3 separate regions of the Zea mays genome follow, and all the other regions are linked to region 3. Evidence: chromatin contacts called from public Hi-C data. All regions are on one chromosome and are shown on one strand. Each heading gives the region's core, a stretch centred on a gene start, on an enhancer-like site or on the middle of the called end of the contact. The rest is flanking DNA. Distances are from core to core; before and after follow the strand shown. Region 1 holds the start of LOC542001 (legumain-like protease). Region 2 holds the start of LOC100193312. Region 3 holds the start of LOC103637334.

Region 1 (3,134 bases), core at 409-2,908, 480 kb after region 3:
CAGCCCCTTACGAAAGCAAGGAGACGTCAGCAAGGATCCGACAGCTCCGACAGCTGTACTTCCACAGGGCTCAAGCACTCCTCCGACGGCCACGACATCACATGAACAGGGCGCCAAAACCTCTCCGACTGCCACGACGGCATGTACTTAGGGCTCTGGCTCCTCTCTGCTAGACACGTTAGCACATTGCTACACCCCCCATTGTACACCTGAGCCCTCTCCTTACTTGTATAAAAGGAAGGCCCAGGGCTCTCGTACGGGAAGGTTGGCCGCGCGGGAGAACGGGCTGGCGGACAGTCTCTCTCTTTCTCTCTCTCTCCCTCGTGAACGCTTGTAACCCCCTACTGCAAGCGCACCCGACCTGGGCGCAGGACAACACGGAGGCCGCGAGTTCCCCTTTTGCTGTTTTTCCCCACTTTGTGCTCCGTCTCGCGCCGACCCATCTGGGCTGGGACACACAGCGACAATTTACTCGTCGGTCCAGGGACCCCCCGGGGTCGAAACGCCGACAAGCAACGTCCTCTAAACGGTCCTCTAAATTTAGAGAACGCTGCTGGATTCTCTATATATAGAGTTTCTCTAAACAGTTCTCTATCCATTTGAATACTTTAAATAACCGGTTTAGCAAAACTAAAACATGTACAATACATTTAAGAGTATGACAAATACGTAGGTATAAAAATAAAAAAATAAAAAATGTCTCTAATATAGGTATTTGCATATAGAGGACGTGATTTAGAGAACGTTGTTGGAGGGGGAGGAGATATAGAAGATAAAATTATTTAGAGAAGACTGTAAATGACGGATATAGAGGATAGATACAGAGGACGTTGCTGTAGGCAGTAACTGGCGGTAGGTAGACTCCGATGATCCGTACGGGCTGTGCAGCAGCGGCCACAGGCCAGAGTCCTGGGCTGGGCTGGACCCCTTGTGTGCCGCTGGTGGTCCTCGTCAGTCCACGGAGCAGAGAGAGAGGCCCACTCGCCCGTCTGGCGTAGGGTAGGGCGGCAGGCAGGTATGCACATAACGGAACTCACAACTCACACCACAAGGACGACCGTGGAATGGGTGTAACCAACAAATCTAGGACGAACAAACGAAACCCAGTTCTCTCTCTTTTTGCCACTTCAATTTTTCATCCAGCTTTCTATCAGGCCTGATCTAACTACTTTATATATATATATATATATATATATATATATATATATATATATATATATATATATATATATATATATATATATAATGAGAAGCCAGATATGACTGCCTTGACTGCAGATAACAAAATGGCTGCTTTGACAAGTGCCGAACGGCAAACGAAACAACAGAAATGTAGGCTGTATAGTGTATAGCAACCAAAATCCAAAATAGCTGTCCATGTTGGTTATGAGACACCAGTTACACATGACGGTCGGTAGCCATGACCACATGTATCATCCAAATGTTCGGTTTCAAATTCGTAGACGTAGAGCCACTAAAAATAAGAGAGTGCATTTGGATACGAAGCGTCACCTCCCGCCGGGCCCCACTTCGTGGGCCCAACGCGAACACTACGGCCCACGATAAAAGGAGACGTTGGATGCTTTCCTCCTCCCGGACCCCAACCAAAACCCCTTCTTGATCTTGACTTCTTCCCAACCGACTCCCAGTTCCACTCTCGCTTCCTTCCCTCCCTCCCTCCCACGCAAATGGTGGCCGCTCGCCTCCGCCTCTCGCTGCTACTCTCCGTCTGCCTCTCCTCCGCGTGGGCGCGCCCACGCCTCGAGCCGGCCATCCGCCTGCCGTCGCAGCGCGCCGCGGCGGCCGACGAAACGGACGACGGCGACGTCGGGACCCGCTGGGCTGTGCTCATCGCCGGCTCCAGCGGCTACTACAACTACCGCCACCAGGTCCGCGGCGGCCCCGTTCCGCTCCTCTCCGTAAATCGAACAGGGTCTCGCGCCGCACATGCTGCATCATCCGCTTGGCTGCTTACTCGATTCCCTTCCGTTCGCGCAATTTGGTTTCCTTGCTCATGATTGTGCCTTTGAAATCGTCTATGCGGGCAACCTGTAGAACCTGATTCCGACCATGCCCAATATACTATTTGGTTTCTACGAATTTAACACTTGATATGACAGCTAATCGTCCCCAATTAAAGTTAAAGCTACAAAGATTATTTTACCATGCCCGTTCCGTGACGGGAGGGAGCACTGCCGTAGCGCTTTCAAGCCGGCCCAGGAATTTAATAAAGCAAAACTTTAAGTTTTTGTCCATCCCACCACCTGCACCGCCCGATAATAGTAGTAATATGGAACGTATGAACTAGATTCGGTTCTCTTGTTCTTGGCTTACCGTTTTCTCGAGATGGGAAACTGAAGGTGAGGTAGGTGACGAAACTTCTCTGACGTTTAGGGGCCTACACGTCACCATCAGGGCGGGCTTGGTGGATAGGAAAATGAAAAGATCTATAGGAAAGGTTTATCTTGCTATTAAATTTTGAATAACAAGAAGATCCCTCCCCATAAATTCCCTCCATTTCTCTGTCCACTAAACCAAGCTCTCAGTGTAGCGGGCAGCAGGGGATCAGCACTCACCGATAAGGCCAAATCTATGGTGCCAATATTGTATACCTGCGGCCTGCCTAGAGACACGACAATTTAAATATTCATATTAAGTGGACAAATAGTACATCAAAATACTGTTCTTACTATTTGCTTGATTTCTGATGTATGAGCATCATTCATCATTTGCCTACTCTTTTTATTAACAAAGAAAGGCTAACCACTACTGCATCCGTCTCAAAATAAATCACTTTCTAAAATCCTCTAAAGCTAAATAATCTTAAGTTTAATCATTTCCTAATAAAGTTGGCTAACCTAAAATATTTTGTCTTTATTAAATCTGAGACGGAGAGAGAGTAGTATATAGAAGTACCTTTTGTTAGAGGCTTAGACAAGCTCTTTTTGCCATGTGCTGGATTTCTGATTGTATGCGCATCATTCATTTTCCTTGTATCGTTAGCGTGTGATTTTCCTCCCTTCATTTGATTACTGTTTTCACTGATAAAGTTAAATTATCTTAAGTTTAAAATTACGGCCTCCATCCCAAAATAAATCCATTTCTAGAATCCTCCGAAGTTGAATTATCTTAAG
Region 2 (3,555 bases), core at 672-3,171, 260 kb after region 3:
TGAAGCGCGAGACCAAAAGGAAACATTGGATGACCCTAAGCAATTGGATGATGTGGAGATACACGTATCAGACAATAAAGCTCAACGCAAACCACTGGCGGACAGAATTCGCGCTCCTGTTGCATATGATGATCTGTTTGAAGAGGGGGAGATACACGACGGAGAACCACGTAGTTAGCATTTCAAAGATTATGCCTCGTCATGAGTGCCCAAAGGATGTCACATAATTGCAAGAGCATGAGTATGATTTAAGAACTACCACTGCAATGTAGCAGTTTTTCCTCTAAACATCATCCCCGTGAACTTGCAGCGATGGAGATTTTGTTGCGTTCGGTGAAACCATTGTTGGGCCTGAATTCAGTGGTCAATGGAAATCATGGTTAAACGAGTTTTGGGTGTATAGTGTGTTCATCGTTTTTTACCACACTATCGAGGAAGAAATAATAGTGTGGCTTTGAATTTAGCACTGTAGCATTGTAGTTAGTTTAGTGTTGGCTCTGGCCTTGGTAGGGTAAAAATGTCAATGGCATGCATTTTTCAAGTTGCAAGCCTATCCATCCTGAGTAACCTTTTACGTAGTCTCAGGAAATAAAACGAAGTATATCAATGCTCAAGCTAAGGAGCTAAAGCAAAGTTTAGTCACTTCAGGTTAGTTACTTTAGGAGGTAAAGGTCCGAATAGAAAAAGTTAAAATTGACCAAAAGTTTTTTTTGTTTTCATTTTAGTTTCTCTTAGCTCACAAGGAGCTAAAATTTAGTTAGTTTAGTTTAGCTCCTTTGATCCAAACTGCCCGAAGAATGCGAATTATATAAATGATTGGACATATACTAAGGATATGTTTGATTGAGTGAAGTAGAATGGAGTAGCTCTATTTTTATTTTCTGGATGTTTTATTTCCAATGAAAGAGGAGCAGAGTGGTTCTTGTAGTCTTCATATGCGAATATATCATAAATAGTTAGGATGATCCGTTCCACCAAAATGCCTAGGCGCAAACGCTCCCTTTCACTTCACACTCATATGATTCTTTAACCCAATAAAAAATGGAGCGGCTTCGCTCTATTCCACTCTTCAAACAAACAAAAAATAGAACGACTTCGTTCTGCACCGCATTGTCCATCGTCAAGTAGGGGGACCTCATGGTCGTCGCCAATGTCGGCGACTCTCGAATTGTTCTGGGTACCGCATCTGACGACAACACCATCACACCGTCCAGCTTATCGCCCACCTGAAGCTCAACCTGCCATATAAGTCGCTACTGACCGACCATGAATTCTTGTGTGCTGGGACGACCACCATTGCTAACGTTGTGTGAGTGTCCTCGAACATGATGTATGCAGAGAAGTAGCGCATCCGGTGGTGCAACGACCAGATGTACTAACTCGCTGATGAGCCCGGGGTGCACTTCGTCTGGCAGCCCAGCCATGAGTCATCGGGACTCGCCATGTTGCACGTGCTCGACGACTACTATATCAAGGATTGTGGCGTTATATCGGCGCCGGAGGTGACGCAGAGGAGGACAAACAACAATGACCAGTTCGTCATCCTCGCCACCGTCCATGTAGCTTTTATGCCGGTCCCCATTCAATTCTCTTCGCAAACACACACTTGCCTTTTTTTAAGCAAGCGCGTACGGTGGTGCGTGCCTGATAACTAACGATGTACGAGAGAACTTCTTCCGATATATGTGGGGTATTGAAGTCTGTATGATACTGATAATTGCAATGTAGTGGTGAAATGACTAGATTAAAATAACAAAATTTATGTATAACGGAATCAAAATGGATTATAAAAACTTTTTTTATAATAGTATACTATATTTTGTATATAAATTATCGTGATATTATATATTTCCATCAATGCACCGGTTATATATTTTCCATTTCGCAATAAGTCACCCAACCAAACAGCGAGCGCAAGGAAGAAAGGTCGAAGCGTCGTCTCTCTCGGCACGGAGCCTAGTGCCCGGCCTCGTGAGATCCGAAATTCAGAAGCGAGGATGGCGACGACCGCGACTAGGCGGTGGTGGAGGCGGCACGACGGCGGCGACGATGACCCAGACGACCTCGTCCCCATGGACACCCAAGGTACGATGCAATTTCACGCGCCCACCTCCCCGTTCCCCTGCCCATCGGGTTTTAGACGCTGCTGACGCCACGAAATCGATTAATTGTTGCTGCGGCAATTCGTTTTGCAGAGCAAGAAGAGCTGGTCCGGTCTCTGGAGGCTAAGCAGGCGCAGCAAGGCCGCCGTTGGAGGGTGCGTTTCAGATTCCCGATTCTTTCCGGCGTTATGGGAGAACTGGAGGAGAGACCTTCCGTGGGCGCAGGGCTCTGGTTTGTGTCTAGATTTGTTGATTTAGTGCTCACATCACCTACTGTTTTGTGCAGCGCGTCTTCGCGGGGTTCCTCCTAGGTTACGTGGCCTTCCTTGTCTACTCCAGTTTCCATCATGCTTGGTCTCCCTGGGAGCTGGTTGGTTTCTTACTCCTGACAACTATTCTTCTGTTTATGACGTTTATGGTCATGTTTTATGCCCAATTGTTGATTACACCTGCCATTAATTGAGGCCCCAAGTTCATTCAGGCACCACACAGTGAGTTCCTTTTACATTGGATTTGGACCATAATATCATGTTATTTTGTCTTGTATACTTACGCTTTCTTGAAAGCTTCCTGATAACTAAAATGCTTGCAATATTGGAAATAGTTAGTCACTGATGTATGCTTGGCACTAGGAAGAATCATTATTATAGGAAGAATCAAGTTTTTCTTATTGGTGTAGTTAATCGATTTGCCTTAAACTGTGCTTCTCAAATTAACAGCGGTACCATGCTTACTTCATGGAAGATTTGCCTGCACCAATGGTCATAATTGCAGGTTTGGTATCTCCTTCAACTATTTAGTTTGAGTTTGCAAAGTTGTAAACAAATCATGTGTTGATGCTTCTAACTGAATTATTTTGGATCTGGTTGTTGTTTAACTACGGTGCTTACTTAGTACTTACAATTTTATTGGCCACCTAAAACAATTGTTAGCTTCTCAATATTATCAGAAGATGTCTTTATAAACCACATATTCATTGTACTGTACAATATTGATGCTCATATAGGGATCTACTTAGCATATTTGTGTGTGCATGCACCATGTTATTCACAATGCTGTATCCTTATCTTAGTTCTTTCAAGACTTCCCTGATCATTTGCATGAAAGGGCCGTTTACTCTCAGCAAATGTTCATGATTACGATTTTATCAGTATCCTAATTGCTGTTAGTTGATAGCTGTAACTTAGGAGTCTGAAAGAGGCTGGGAAAAAATGATACTGGTGACTTACCAGCACCTGGTTGTTAATAACTTATTCCACTTGGATTCCATATTTTGTCCTAGGATTCCGAAATAAAATGGAGAACATGGTGCTCATAGCCTGATTGGCACAAAAGGCATATGTATTAGCCAACTCAAAATAGTTCTCCCAACACTTTGATCTAAAAATACATAAATGTTAAATTGCAGATTGGATAGCTGCTCTAGCATGCCTATTTGCTGTGAAAGGATTAC
Region 3 (3,061 bases), core at 251-2,750:
TCTTTCCTAGCTCAACATAGAGCACGATTCTACGTACAAAGATAAAAAGTCCAGTTTTCCTAGCTCAATATAGATACATTTTTACTAATATTTAAATAATAAATATATATTTTAAATGTATATTTATTTTATAAAAATATTGTAATATTAATATTTTTACGATTCTTTTATAAAGTACATTTGATCTTCCTATAGTATCATGAAAGTTCAATTTATCATTTTTGGGCTCATAGTTGATGTAGTGCTACATAGAATGGCTAATGTAGCGTCGCAGTTGTTGAGTAAGGGGGTATTTGGTTACCTGACCAAAGTTCAGTACACGTCATACCAATTACGAGTATTTCTAATTACAAAACTAATTATATAGTTAATTTATTAAACCTAATTAACACATAATTAACGAATGTTTTTGTTGTAGCATTGTATGAGTCAATCATGAATTTGTTAAGTTTAATAGACTCGTCTTATCGTTTAGTCCTTACTTTTATAATTGATTTTGTAATTAGATTATAATTAATATTTGTAACTAATGTTCAAATATCTAATATGATGGGATAAAATTTTATAGTGTATTAGGTTGTGGGACAGCTGGAACAGTTAGGGACAGCTATGTCCCTTGTCGTCCTCTCTCGTCTATTCAATTTTGACGGACAACCGGGAACAGACTGAGATGGTCGTGTTCCAAATCCTGATCCTCAACCAAATAGCCTTATCTAAAAGATCATCCTATCTCGTCCCGTCTTGTCATTACAACCAAACACAAGTCTTTATCTAAATGAGCGTAAGACGCTAAATCGCTAAATCAGACATCATACGGTTTTATAACTGAGGAGGTAAATTGGAGTCGCAGAGCCGAAGAAGGTCACGTAGACTTTTTCCACCGTGATCAGAGATGAAAACGAATAGGAAAAATCCTGGTTCATCTGGTACCGTGTTCCATTTTTATTCGGATAATTTTCATCGGGAAAAACAGAAACGTGATGGAAACAGGATGGCATATTGCGGGAACGGGAACGAAACCGATTCAGTGTTTTTCCGACAGTATTTCCGAAATCCACTTTTTACTGGGATATTCCCGTGTTCCCCATTTTCAGAATCCCGTTTTAGGTAGCAAAAAAATAAAAATACAAAAAAATACTAGCTTAGTCGTAACCTCTATGGCATGCTTGCGTAATATTTGATGCTATTATATTAACATGTTACAACTGTACATGATATTCCGTCTTATCTTATGTATCCACAAGTTTAGGGTCGATTATTGAAGAATGTTGATGAACAAAGTTTAGATTTAGAGTTTTTGTTGCATATCCATTCGTTTTAATCTGTTTTGTGTAACTGTATATCCTGTAACCGTTTTCGTTTTCGGCTAAACTGTCCTCGCTCCCGTTTTCGATAAAAAAATATGGTAACGAAAACGTGAGAGATTTTCTATACCGTTTCTGTCTGTTTTCATTCTAACCGTGACGTACTGATACTGTCTTTGAAAATGGGCTTTGGGTCCTCTCGGAGCCCATTTGCTCCATCGTGAGCACCCAAAACGGCCCAACGCACACCCCTGTGCCCCCAATCCCTTCTTCCTCCTTCCCGGGACCCTGCCCCCTCCGCTCCTTCCACCTCTTCTCCCCACCTGCACACTGAGAACCACCGCCTCCAGGAGGCAGCCGTCGCCGCTACCCGGGCTCGCAGAGCCATCTCCTACAAGCCGTTTCTCGGTTCCTAAGGCTCTTCCTGATCTCTTGGACAAGAAAAAGGAGGTTTATTGACTTTAGTTGGGGGAGGAGCGAGAGGAGAGGCGATGGTGGTGGTGGTGGTGGTGGTGGTGGTGAGATAGGGGTTGCATACATACAGGGTGATGGGGAGCTGCGCGGGAGAGGAGTGGCCCGGCGGCGTGACGGGGCCGGACGCCGAGGTCGGAGCGCTCGTCTGGGTGCGCCGCCGTAACGGATCCTGGTGGCCTGGCCGGATCCTCGGCATGGGCGAGCTTCCCGAGAACATCGTCATCCCGCCGCGCTCTGCCGGCACACCTATCAAGCTCCTCGGCCGCCCAGACGGCAGCATGTCCGTACAAACCCTCGCTCTACCCCTGTTGCTCTCTGTAATCAATTTGTTATGCTCCTTGTTCATGCGTTGATTCTTCTGGCTTCTGATGATCTGTTGCCGCTACTTTTTCTCCTTGGTCTAATGGTCATTGCATAACTCTCTCATGTTGTGTTCACTCTCAAGTCAAGCAAGGAACCGTTTTTTGGGTGAAACTTTTGATTTAGGTACAATGAGAAATTGAGAAATTCAAAAAGGAGGGTACTATGTATGCTGGATTGATCTTAGGGCCTCGGAAGTGTATAGCTAACTCAATCTAATTATTATCACTGAAATATATATGTTTTTTTTGGATGTTTGCATCCATATCTAAATAGGGGTGCTTACCCTTACCTCTAGATGTTGTTCTTGTTACACATGGTGGCAGCATCAATTGAACGTATCTCTCAGCCCCCTGTTGCCTGAACCTAGAGAGTAATATAGGTATCATAAGTAACCCTTAGGTGATAAGGAGAAGCTTACGTTTCTATGCATGTTTTTTTTGTTGGGGGGGGGGGGGGGGGGGGGGGGGCGGCAAACAAATTCATGCATTTCTTAAAGCTAAGACATAGATTAAAATTGCATGCACAGAGACTTGTCTATTTTTTTGGTGTATGTTTGATCTAGGAACATACTCTCCAAGTCTTTCTGTAGTTTAGAAATTGTGCTAATACTAAGAAAATATTACCCTATATGAAGTTGGATTTGAAATTTTTATTCATTCTGGTGAGCTGATCATTTGAAGTTGTATGCATGTTTTAGGCTTCAGTATTCGCTTTTAACTTCCCAAACAAGTGCATAGATTAATGTTTATCACACTTCCGTTGCATTTTCAGATATTTTCTGTCTGTAGCACTGAACATCATCAGTCTATCTTACTTGCTGTGTTGGACTTTGCCACAGTGACTGGTATAATCTTGAGAAATCTAAACGTGTGAAGTCATTTCGTTGTGGAGAATATGATGAATGTATAGAAAAAGCCAAG

The links. Hi-C and Micro-C count contacts between places; a contact is called where the count stands out from the background.
Region 1: a contact with region 3 is called in a Hi-C map of endosperm, with 2.8 times the contacts expected there. The contact joins the promoter of LOC542001 here to the promoter of LOC103637334 in region 3. A contact is called at or near these places in 2 of 25 Hi-C or Micro-C datasets (bundle sheath and endosperm).
Region 2: a Hi-C map of ear shows a contact between it and region 3, with 2.3 times the contacts expected there. The contact joins the promoter of LOC100193312 here to the promoter of LOC103637334 in region 3. A contact is called at or near these places in 4 of 25 Hi-C or Micro-C datasets (bundle sheath, ear, endosperm and 1 more).

What each region holds. Positions count from the first base shown.
Region 1 is chr8:141,379,607-141,382,740 of Zm-B73-REFERENCE-NAM-5.0, forward strand. It overlaps LOC542001 (legumain-like protease), which reads left to right and starts at 1,659. Exons shown (of 9, transcript NM_001254787.1): 1 at 1,659-1,889. The coding sequence starts at 1,689.
Region 2 is chr8:141,162,168-141,165,722 of Zm-B73-REFERENCE-NAM-5.0, forward strand. LOC100193312 reads left to right here and starts at 1,922. Exons shown (of 7, transcript NM_001346832.1): 1 at 1,922-2,085; 2 at 2,196-2,257; 3 at 2,389-2,472; 4 at 2,822-2,876; 5 at 3,511-3,555. The coding sequence starts at 1,998. LOC100278489 reads left to right here. Exons shown (of 4, transcript NM_001151751.2): 4 at 1-387. The coding sequence ends at 178.
Region 3 is chr8:140,902,583-140,905,643 of Zm-B73-REFERENCE-NAM-5.0, forward strand. LOC103637334 reads left to right here and starts at 1,501. Exons shown (of 3, transcript XM_008659553.4): 1 at 1,501-2,058; 2 at 2,980-3,061. The coding sequence starts at 1,853.